Linked DNA regions of Zea mays: all the other regions are linked to region 1. Evidence: chromatin contacts called from public Hi-C data. All regions are on one chromosome and are shown on one strand. The core of a region is the stretch at or near the end of the contact, and the rest is flanking DNA. Distances in the headings are between cores, read along the strand shown. Region 1 holds the start of LOC100275578. Region 2 holds the start of LOC100191868. Region 3 holds the start of LOC100216978.

Region 1 (3,775 bases), core at 590-3,089:
CAAACTCTAAGGCCCTGTTTGGGAACAAAGTTTTTGAAAACCACAGTTTTTGAAATACTATACTATACTTTAGTTATGACAATATTGTAGTTTATAATACCGCAGTTTTGAAAACTGAGGTCCAGAGCTAAGTTTAGAATGCCTTAAAACAACTATAGTATTTGCAATACTTCAGTTTTGAAAACAGAGATTTTACCCAGCTTGCCAAACACCATTATGTATATAATACTGCAGTATTTGAGAATACTGCATTATTCTTCCAAAACTGCAGAAAAACTTTGTTCCCAAACACCCCCTAAATTTGTACCGCAGGCTCCACGTTTTAACTTACCCATTACTGGTCGTATCGAACTATCGGTGAAACCAAATGCCCCCTCTGTATATTCTACCAAAAAAAAAACAGAGTATGTTGTGTGAGCGGACAACTGGATATTAGTGGTACATCAAAGAGCCAGCTGATTATTAAATACTAAACAAAGAGACATTGGTTACATCTCAATACAGACCGGACTCCAAGAAGACCGTGGTACCGTTTGGTTCACATATTGTTAATGTAATGAGTAACCAAACCAATAACGTTACATTATGTTTGTTTAAATCCAATCGTAATCGATATCATACTAAAAATGGATACCGACTTATTTAAACTTGTTACCGCCGGTATTCAAGTGTGAATCAATACCATTACTATTTACGTTACATTTCGTGAACCAAACGACACCCGTGTTCCATCTTCCAACCTTGGCCACCAGTTCCTATCTACATCAATACGTTATTTGACTGTACATTGTAATATGTTATCTGACTTTGTGTACTGTTCTTACCTAGGCTGTAAGATTGACATCATCAGAAGATCTATCACATCGTTCATACTTTAAACACTACGGACTTCTTTGGATTACAGCATTGGTAAAACACAGGGATAGAAACAAAAAATATACAAATCAAGAGTTGAATGACACTTGCATTACATAGAAAAATTTTCAATAGGTTGGACCTCATGTTAAAAATCCTCCAAAATCTAACTACAATGGTCCATTCCATAGAAGTTTTACATGATTTATAAAAACTTAATCATTTGTTCTAAAGGATAGTTAAATTTTTCTACATGATTTGAATCCTTCAAAATTCCTTCGTAATTTTTATTTGGGATGTAAGATTGACCTCATCAGATGACCTATCATATTATTTATATTTGAAAATCTACTATGTCCAGCCGAGAAAACAGTATGACTATTTATGTCTAACAGTGGTGGCCGCCTTTAACATGTCACTGGTCAGTAGCATCACCGTTCCCGTCGGTCGTTTGGGTGGCCAAACAGGGGCTTCCGGCAGTCGCCACTTTGAACAGAACACGAGAGCAATGGCTCTGCCTGTTTTCCTCTCTCTCTCTCTCTAGCCATTGTATCTATTCAATTCACTTCACTGTAGAGTGCCCTGGGCTCCGGCTCCGGCCGGCTCCAAGGGTCCACCCTCCTCCGCCTCTATTCAGAATCTCCCCAATTCACTAATCACTGCTATTAAGTACGTAATTAATCTTTTTCATATTTAATTAGCTGATAACAATATTTATTACGGTACTATAAATATTATATAATTTTTTTAAACTTTGGAAAATGATGTATATAAGGTAAATAGCTCAGTTAATGGGTAAAGGGGCTGAAACTGAATAAAGAGAATAGTTGAAGAGGGAGAGACATAGAGAGAAATGAAAGAGGTGAAGTATTTAAAAATGAATAGAAGCATGGGAGATGACAGGGGGCATTGTTGGAATCAGCCTGTTGGCCACGCGGGCCCCAGCCCCGACTCCCCGAGCACCATCAGCAATTCAGCAGTCTACCAGTCCTCCCTCCGCGGCCGTCTGCTACTTCTGTGATCTCTCCTCCCCCGTCTTTCGTCTCCGGTTGCATCCCCGACGTCCTCGCCTGCGGTGAGCGACTCCCGCTCCCGCCCCCCGCCCAACTGACCGCGGATCTTTCGGCCGGCCGAAATCCCCGTCCTTCTTGGACGCCGCTCTCTCCTCTCCTGTTCTCGCTTCCGCCGCAGCGTGAGCCCGACTGTATGGGGTTAGGATAGATTCTTTCGGGAAAATACTCTCGAGGCTCCGCGGCCGCCTTTCATAGCTGGAGACGCACGAGCATCGGCATAAAAGCTCGCGTTTTCCTATCCGGGACCCCGAAATTCCGATCCTTTTTCTTCGGCAGGGAACAGTGCAAAAAGGGGGGAGGGACTGGGACATTAGTTTCTGCGCCTCACCTGCTTGATCGATCTGGCGATTTTAACCTCTTTGTCCTTTGGAGAAGTTCCTCATCTTCAGAGTCGTGTCGTGGGGCGTGCTAGGTGGGAGGGCGGGGCGGAGGAGCTGGAGGTTCCTGGTAGCGGCTGCCGCCGGCCATGGAGAAGAGGAAGCGGATCCTGGAGCTGCGGGATCGGCTGGACCGGACGCTGGCGATGCCCGACCTCGCGGAGGAGGCCTCGCTCAGGGCGCTGGTGAAGAAGCAGATCCTGGCGTCGTCCCTGCCCGGCTCCGATCAAGGTGCTTGCTTGCTCTCTTTACTTCCTCTGCTCAGCTCGCGTGGTTCATCTATTTCTTGGACTGAGTATGAGCATATTAATGGCACTGATGATTGTACCGTTTCTTCTTTTCAATGATCCGTTTGAGCCTTTATGGTCTGATTAGAGAAGGTAGGGGCGCTAGTGCTACCTGAAGGCCTTGATTGTGGTAGCGTATTTGCTGGCCTACATGTAAAAATGGTTGTCTGCTCAGTGTTTCTTGACTAGTGCTTTTGCGTGTCCTCTTTCAGGTGACATCGATCTCATTGCTGAAACGCGGGCAAAAGAAGTCTCTGAGTTTCTTGAAATGCTAGATACTTCGAGGGACGGACGATCTTCCAAGGTCCATGGGCTGCCACAGAAGGAGTGGAAGGTATGCATCAAACTGAATTTGTTAGCTCATTCATAGTGACATCAGCTCGCTGAAATAATTATTCTTTTTTTAGTTTGTGATGCTATCACCATTTTCCAGAATGCAACATTTCACTTGTGTTTGTGATTTCTATATATTATTAGATTATATGGTGCTTCAAAGTTCTCTAACCTGTTCCTCTCCAGTTTTTGGGATCGATTAGTTTCTCTTTTATGTTTCTCAGTTAGTGCTTATGAATGGCTGCAGTGATCCTTAGCTACTTTTCGTTGGCAGGTGAAGCAAGATACAGACCAATTAAGAGTGATGTACCGTGAGGGTCCAGAGGGGACACCATTTCATACCTTACTTGCTGAAGGCTTTGCAGATGGACCTATTGACGTTTGTAAGGAATTTTTAACTATCAGCTAGTCAAATACTACAGGTTCACATACTCACACTAAGGCGCACCTCTTTTCATAGGTACATGTGTGTCATGGGAATCAACTTTATACAAAAAATGGTGAGCACAAACAACGTTTTCCTCAAGTTTGTTAGAAATTAAACTTTCTCCGAAACTACACATGACATTCTCAAATTATATTTAACTTTTTCTTGCAGAATTAACGCTTCTACATTAAAAACACTTTCTTTGTTAATTATGGCATTTAGGAAGCAGAACACTTAAATACTGCAGTTCCTGACAGACACATAGATTTATCATTTTTAGTAGACTCCTTTTTTTTAACATAGCATACTTTCTACGCACGAGGTGAACTAACAGGCTTACCTTTTTCCCCCTCACTGTAGCCACATGTCCCACACCATCATACCCACGTCTAGTTAGGACCTAAGGTGTACTGGTACAACATC
Region 2 (4,110 bases), core at 385-2,884, 310 kb after region 1:
CAGATGCCATTGCAACTGTATCACAGCCCTGAAACAAAACAGGCAAAAAAAAAGAAGCTCAGACACAGCAATTTAATTGCCCCACAACCTAATATTGAGTCACTGAGTTGAGAGGAAAGACAAATATGTTCAGCTATTTATAGGTATTTAAAATCAGGAAGTTTTGAGATATTCAAGTTATCGGATATACTTTTATTAAACGCTCCATATGAGACACTAATCGCACATTTGCACTACAAGGGGAACACAATACCAGGAAAAATATCAATACAAAATACTTCCATTGAAAACAACAAGATCTGCTTTGCTCGATAGGAACGTCTCATCTTTCATTTTCCATTCCAACACAACATGTTCCACGTAATAACATCATCAACAAAGCTTCACATATTTATGCAAACAATGCTCCGGAAAAGATTGGTAACCTCACAAAAATGCACACCTTTTTAGTAGACCAATCTAATCTTTCAAGTAGCACAAAAACAAAAGGCCAAGGTAATATCACACAGAATTATCTAGATCAACCAAGACAAAAAAGATAAAACACATTAAAAGATAGGTGACAGCATGACTACTCTATAAAACAAGCAGGCACGTGAAAAATAATCTCAGAAATCAAAAGTTTTAGATGAAAACAAAAGATTATTGATCATCACTGGTACTGATATATCCCCTGCTATCACCAGCAATCATCATTAGACATTACACAAAATGGAGCAAATGCATCTCAAGTCTTAAAGTGTAACAGGCAATAAAATAGTAGCAATACCGACGATTTATTGGTATGCATATTTACGAATTTTGCCAAATGCTGAACGCATCAGGGCTCTATTCCATACACCACACACTCCTCTGCGAGACAGCCCGAAGCACGGAAACCACACATGACAACCCATTCACCACAAATCAAAGTGACAGACCATCCCGATCACGTAACAATAACCAGTTACACTCGATGCTGAGGAACAATTTTGGATCACCAGCGGCTCAGTGAGCCAGAATTGACCCGGCTGAGTACTGCACATTCTCTGAGCTCGGTAAATTGGACCGAAAACCCCAACACATCAATGATCACATCTCTTAAGAAAGGCACAAGATAATCAGCTCAATTCCACAGAGGTCCTCACCCGAATCCCAATCTAAAGTATGCAAAAGGGCCAAACCAATGAGATGACCGTAAAACTATCTTCCTCGAAACAGAAGAGTAAGACATAAGGCTACCGTATGGAGCTAATATCCGAATTCGTTCTGAATTCCCGCGTCCAGAACCCCAAAATCCGACCGCATCAAACACAACCCCCAAGCAGCTCACTGCGACGACGACGACGACCGCCCAAATCGTCCAGGACGAGCAGGCACCTACCACAAGGACCCGAATTCTCCGGGAACCAAACCCCAGACGACCCGCTTCCCGGAACAAACCCAACTGCAATCGAAACGATCCGAACTCTCCGCCCTCCGAATGGCCGCTGCCGTGGGACCCGACCACGCCGCGGTCAGAGAGGGGGGATCTGGCCTTACCAGGCAACGCCGGGCCGCCGGTGACTCCGCGCACCCCCCGATCCGGCTCGGATTCGTTGCGTGAGGGAGCACGAAACCCTAGCCCTCTCTCCTCCCTAGCGCTCTGTGAATCTGTGATTATGATGAGGTGTAGACGGAGAGACGATGGGGAAAGGCAGAGGAGAGACGAAAAAGGGTGAGACGAGCGAGACGCGTGCCTCGTCCCCACTCGGCCCCCACCGCCCGCTCGACCCAGCAGGGTGGGCCCCGCCGCCCCTATCTCTGTCCACTACCACCGCACTCCTCCGCGCGCTGCCTCACGAGCTCACCAGCTCCACGCACACCGACGCGTGGGCCCGACGATGATTTCGGCCCACCCGCCAGTGGGTCACGACTCGATACCCCGTGGCCGTGCTCGGTTCGGTGGGGGAGTAGTTGGTGCGGGGGCACCGCTAGCCTGATAGGACACGGCGGTGCGGCAGGCGGGCGGGCCGGCCTCCAACCAAATACGTTTTGACCGCGCCGTCCACGTACCCGAGAGAAGGGCCCGCCTTGCGGCTGATTCCGACCCCACGTGTCGGCCGGTGCGGCGCGTGGGGTACGCCGTACGCGAGCGGGGGAAGTTTGTTTGGTTCCTGGTGGTGGGGTCGAGAGCTGCGGTAGGGCCAGTGGGGCAGCGGGGGCGGGTAGCAGCGAAGGCCGTGAGGGGGTGGCGCGTGGCGGCCTGGCGGGGAGCGCGTGGGCGCGGGGTTCGAGGTGGAGGCAGGGTAACGGCACGTCGTCGTCGCGACCGGCCAGCGTCGTCGTCGCCGTCAGGGATAATGTCAGAAAATCTAATGTGGGCGGGTGCATGACAGGTGGGGCATACGCGAGCTGGGCTTCTCTGCCCTTGTGGCAGTTGCCTGTGTCCGGTTTGAACTAGGGGCGATTCAGGCATTTCGTTGTGATGTTTAAGCCTTTAAGGCCGATCCTGATCCAAATATCTTCATTTGTGGATAAAAATCCAAGGGGGTTTGATCTAAAAGGCTGTGTTCTGATTGTCATGTGTGTGAGCGCGCTGGTGTTCGTCTTTGTCAGGTCGTACAATAATAATTAGTCGATAACGATGCAATTTAGGAAAATACAACAAATTCACCTTAAAAGACCTTATCTTTGCCCAGAAATTTGGCTGACAGGGGGCGAGTTCGACTTCTCAATCTATTTTGACTCCTTGAAAAGCCACAAGTCAATCAAAATTTTGGCTTCCATCCAAAATCCATAACTGAAAGCCGCTTTTGTCTAGAACAGATTTCCCAGCATTTTTGTTTTCACCTACTTTTGGCCGGCATCAAACAATCTCGAAAATTCTACTACCTTCGTTTACAAATACATGAAACCTTTGATTTTTTTTCGAAAACTTTAACCACTCATCTTATTCAAACTAGGTGAGTGCCCGTGCGTTGCAACGGGAACTGTTGAAAGAAGGGAGCAAAGGGTAGTGTTTATCGGCTGGACAGGGAAGAAGAGCACGGATCTAGGGACGACGACAGCGGCGGTGGCGTGCAAGGGAGTGCGACGTGAGGGTCGGGGGGCAACGAACGTGTGCTACGATGTTAGACCGGTCAGCCAACAACCCACGCATGCGAGCCAACAACACACGCATGCGAGAGGCAGAGAACAACATTATATAAATAGTGGTTAATATGATAAAATACATTGATATGCAAACTCCCCTTTTTGATCACTAACCAATCATGTAGTCCACAACAGCAGGCAACATTTTATCACTAACCATTCGTAGTCTGATAATACAGTCAAATTGCAAAAAGTTCATGACATACTTTATTTCATGACATAAGAACCCTCAGTCCACCAAGCTTGCGTATAGCTCTCTCCTCAGCGACACACCTCTTGTACCTCTGGAACTTGAGTTGGGTGATACCCTGGTGCTTGGGCTTGCCATAGACAATACACTTGGGCAAAGGCCTCTTCCTACAATCCATCAGATTTTTGTCGCCCCTTGCAACAATAGAAAAGTTGTTTGATAAAATTATAGTGTGTAACGATTACATAGAAATAAACAACATATGTATTCTCGACATCAATATATCACAAATCATATGCACAAATGAATGCCACCACAACTATAGACAGACATATCACACCCTACAATCCACCGGATTTTTCCCTTCCCTATGCGTCCAATGTAATACAACAATAATGTAGGCTTGATATGGCAATACACCTATGCGACCTGTGCGATGGCCGATCTGGTAGATCAGATGGTCACCTTGGTCCAAAGAGCTCCATGGCTTCTACACCAAGCGAGCATTCGTCCACTGCAAAATCCATGTACTTTTGAATTATATGTAGCTTCAAGCTAAAATAAACAATATGGTAGCAACTAAAGAAAAATAGAATCAGCCAAAACTGAAATACTAACATCCATAAAGTTACTTAAAGCAAATTCTTACCATAAATACAACATTATCAATTGATCCCAAATTAATCTGAGAATAATATACGAGCAAACACAGTCTGCTCAACAGTTTCAGTTGTCGAGAACTGTGTTGTCCCCATCACCAACAATAGGGAAGGATACCATCACCGTCGGGTCAGGAACAGTCTAGG
Region 3 (3,939 bases), core at 543-3,042, 440 kb before region 1:
GTTCCAAAAGAGCCTTTAACCTATTTTTCTAAGCGTGGACAAGACTTGAGTTCAGTGATCCAGATAGTCCATGAGGTGACAGATAAGTCAACGGGTGTGTGTAGGCGGGGTGTGGGGAAAAAAAGGGAATGAAGCGAGGCCGTAGAGTAGAGTAGGGGGGGGGGGGGGGGGGGGGGCTTTTTTTTACCTTAGCTTGTTGTGCATATGACTGTGCTAAAATTACCATCTTTCTCCTAGCCTAGTACACGGTGCATGGGAGTACAGGACAGGTACAGCGAGGAGGCGTGCATTGCCGGTCAGCGCTCGCGGCGCGGCCTCGCCGGCCGACTGTACAGAGCGGCCGGCGCGCGGCAAGGAGGTAGTAGTAACAGTGTCGCGCGGCCGCAGCAGAGACAGAAGCGCGTTTATGATGGATGGAAGGATGGGGATGGGGGCTCGATCGATCGGGATCGCCTTCCTCTGCTGCTTGCAATGCAATTCATGGATGGAGGAAGCCTGCCTGTGGCAGGAGTACAGTGTAAAACACTAGTGTACGTAGTATGGCATGCCCTGTGCTCCCATGTGTGCTACTATTGCCGCGTCGTCTGCAGGCTTTCTCCGGCGGTGGCCCTGCTGCCCTCGAAGACTGGACTGGAGACTGGACATTGGGACACCGGCGCTGCAGGAGCCTGCCGAACGTATTATTTGGGCATCAATGGTTTCCCTATCGACTGGTAGCTTGGGGGGCGATGCGTGCAGTGAGTTTTTTCCTGTTTGAAACAAAATGGTTTTATGATACCCCATAGACACAATTAAAATAAGCTGGTCGGGCTTTTTCTCCGTCAACAAGTAGGTGGAAATAGATGTAATTGTCCGAAACATTAAAACCGAATTTGCTCAAATCCAATCCAATGAAGGCAGTATGGAACCCGCTGTGTGTCAATGCTGGGCAAACCGTAAATAATACGACCAGCAGGCTCGAGAGCCAAGCCAGTGTGCAGTCAGGCAGTCTTTCAAGGACTCGAGGGCAGCTGGGCCACCGCCGAAAAGCCTGTAGACGCGGCAGCAGCTTGCGAGAGCAGAGAGGCATGCCGCGCCACGGCGCCCTGCCCCCAGTGCTGGTACGCGCCGGTCGGAGTCCTGCAGCGCGCGACGCCCGACGCCTGGGTCCCTCGTAGGCCGCCGGCGCCAAAGAAGGCGTGGAGAACGGAGATTGCAGGCTACGTGTTGTAGAGCACAGGAGCTAGCGCGTTGCGGGACGACGGAGACGGGAGACCCGGGCGAGGGGCGGCAGCGGCATGCCTGCCGCTCAGTGCAGCGTCCGCAGGCTTTTCGGCGGGGGGGTGGGCCTGGCCTGCCCTTGGAACGAATGGACATCGGTGGTGGAGCCTATTGCGCAACGAATGCGAGCGCAGGCGGGCGTCGCCATGCCGCGCGTACACCAAGTACAGTACACAGTGCACGGCTCGTGCGTCGCATGCATGCGCGCACTGTGCCCGTCGTGCGCGCGCCGGCCGACTCGCTCTCTCACTCACTCCCCCCCCCCCCCCCCCCCCCCCCCCCCCCCCCCCCCCCCCCCCCCCCCATTCTGCGCAGCGGTAGAGCCATAGAGGAAGGAGGGTGGACCAAGAAATATTTATTATGGCCTGCGGCCTGCCATGCCACTCTGCCTGCCTCGCGTACAGCTCCTTTTCCATCCAGACGATGCCAAGCCATGGCCGCATGCATATGGGGGGTCGCCGGGTCGAAACCCAAGCCGAGCGTGCACCTATAAGTACTACGTACTCTTTACTACTTGCATCCGGCCAGCCACTGCCTTTCTCCCACCACCGGCGCCGTAGCTTGCTTTTAGTTAGTTACCTTCTCGATCTGCTGCCCTCTTTCCATCGTCTTTGCCTTCCACGGCACACAGGTCCTTCCTTGTACTCACTACTCAGGCCTCTTCTTTTCTGAGGGCCATGGAGAAGGCGCGGCGGCGGCACGTGCCGGCGTTCGGGGAGTGGAACTACTACTACTCCTCCTCCTCGTCAACCTCCCCGGACTCCGCGCCCGCCGCGGCCGAGCCCTGCTGGTGGTACGCGCCGGAGCCGGAGGCCCGCAGCGAGGCCTGGTTCAGGTACTCCCCGCCCCCCCGCCGCAGGCCGGCGCCGGTGCCGGCTTCCAAGAAGGCGCGGCGGCCCGAGACCGCGGGCGGCGGCGGAGGAGCCGTCGCCGCCGCCGTAGCTGCGGAGCGCAAGAGGGCGGCGGCGCCCAAGGGATCCGGCCGCAGGGTGGTGGTTGTCAGGCCCGTCGACGAGGACCTTTACCGCGTGCCGCCGCCGGACGACAACGACGGCGCCGCCGCTGTCTCCCGCCTTCCCAGACGCCGGGTACGTACGTACGTGGCACGGCAGACAGACATATATGTGCAATGCCGCAGCCAACGACTGCAAAACAAACGCTTGCGTGTTCTGAAAACTTCGTCGTCTCGGGCTGTGTGTTCTTTGCAGAAGCGTGCGGCGAGGAGGAGCTTGTGGATGGGTTGCTTGGGCCTCAACTGCGTGGCCTGAAGCCTGAAGCCAGTAGTAGTAGTACGTAGGTTTTACAAGGTGCATTCGGGCGGCTAATTAAGCTCAGTAGTACTACTGATTAGTTAAGCTGTATACGTATAGTAAGTATGTCGTGCCGTGCGTATGGGATCTGGGCAAGTTGTACTAGTACTAGTAGTTAGTGGTAGAGTCAGGGTGCTCTTCACATTTTCCATGTTTCGTGTTCGTCGTTAGCTTAGACCACTCGCACTGTACTGTGTGCCATACCGATTGCTGTATAAGGCAGCACGGAGCAGATTAGAGGACCCAGCAGCAGTTGTTGTGCCAGCCAAGAATTAGAGTAGTACCGGTCAAATTCAACAGGGCCCAGTAGATGTTGCAGCATCTCTTGTCTCTCTGGGTTTACCGAAACTAAAACACTGCCTTAGTTTTCAGCCGCTTCAGATGTTTGTACTCATGTACTGACAAGTATGTTGCCATAAGCATGCAGAACAAATATATTATATATTTATATAGAGAGAGAGCTATCCTGTTGGTAGCCTTCGCACGTACTGACGTACACGTACTGCTGGTAGCCTTCGCACGTCCTGATCATTCTGAACTGACATAAATATATATATTGATCTTTATCAGAAGGTTTAATTTCCCACATGCTTCAGAGAAGACGTCGACCAAGACTCAGCAGTCAGCATGCAAAAGGAAACGACCCATACTCTCTTCTCTCTGTTCGTAACGAACAGAAGAAGGTCTTAAATGCCGCCACCGCCAACAGATGGGCGCCAGAGCTGCGTGTGTGTGTGTTTCTTCAAAAAGCGAAATGGGCCGGCTCCACTGGTCTAGGTACACCGTACACCAGTCCATTTGGCAGAGCTCCCTGCGTGGCCAAGTACTACAACAGACGGATCCGATGGGCCTGGTTCCGTTGTATTTTTGTTTTTTCTCTCCAGACGAAACGTGTGCAGCTGGCTGCTGTTACCCATTTGGACTGCCCAGTAGCTCTATTATTTTTGTTTGCAGCAGCAGCACTGCCGCGGTACAGGTGGATCCAATCCAATGCGTGGTGTGCAACTGTGCATCTTGGATTCTTGCTGCACTTTGCTCGATTGACCATACCAGTGCCCTAAAAATTACAATGCTACATCATTTCTCTACTACTTATTAAGGCGGCAAGAGTGGCCTGTCATTCCGACAGATGTGGAACATGCTCTACAATAACGAGACCATGCAAATCGTGGAATATATCGAAGTCTACATGATACTGATGGTTGCAATGTAATGGTGAAACAACTAAATTAAAATAACAAAATTTATGTATGGCCAGGATCACAATTGGATTATGATTTTTTTCTCATAACAGTATAACACACATTTTGTATATAAGTTATCATGATATTATATGTTCCCGTTGCAACACACATGCACTCACCTAGTA

What was found. A called contact is a pair of places that touch in the nucleus more often than the background predicts.
Region 2: a Hi-C map of ear shows a contact between it and region 1, with 2.4 times the contacts expected there. The contact joins the promoter of LOC100191868 here to the promoter of LOC100275578 in region 1. A contact is called at or near these places in 4 of 25 Hi-C or Micro-C datasets (ear, endosperm, leaf and 1 more).
Region 3: a Hi-C map of ear shows a contact between it and region 1, with 2.7 times the contacts expected there. The contact joins the promoter of LOC100216978 here to the promoter of LOC100275578 in region 1. A contact is called at or near these places in 3 of 25 Hi-C or Micro-C datasets (ear, endosperm and tassel).

Annotation. Positions count from the first base shown.
Region 1 is chr4:206,717,333-206,721,107 of Zm-B73-REFERENCE-NAM-5.0, forward strand. It overlaps LOC100275578, which reads left to right and starts at 1,840. Exons shown (of 11, transcript NM_001149629.3): 1 at 1,840-1,930; 2 at 2,341-2,536; 3 at 2,805-2,926; 4 at 3,200-3,308; 5 at 3,386-3,425. The coding sequence starts at 2,395.
Region 2 is chr4:207,023,011-207,027,120 of Zm-B73-REFERENCE-NAM-5.0, forward strand. It overlaps LOC100191868, which reads right to left and starts at 1,635. Exons shown (of 9, transcript NM_001137292.1): 1 at 1,522-1,635; 2 at 1-28. The coding sequence starts at 10.
Region 3 is chr4:206,278,742-206,282,680 of Zm-B73-REFERENCE-NAM-5.0, forward strand. LOC100216978 reads left to right here and starts at 1,793. Exons shown (of 2, transcript NM_001143358.1): 1 at 1,793-2,348; 2 at 2,469-3,138. The coding sequence starts at 1,938. The coding sequence ends at 2,528.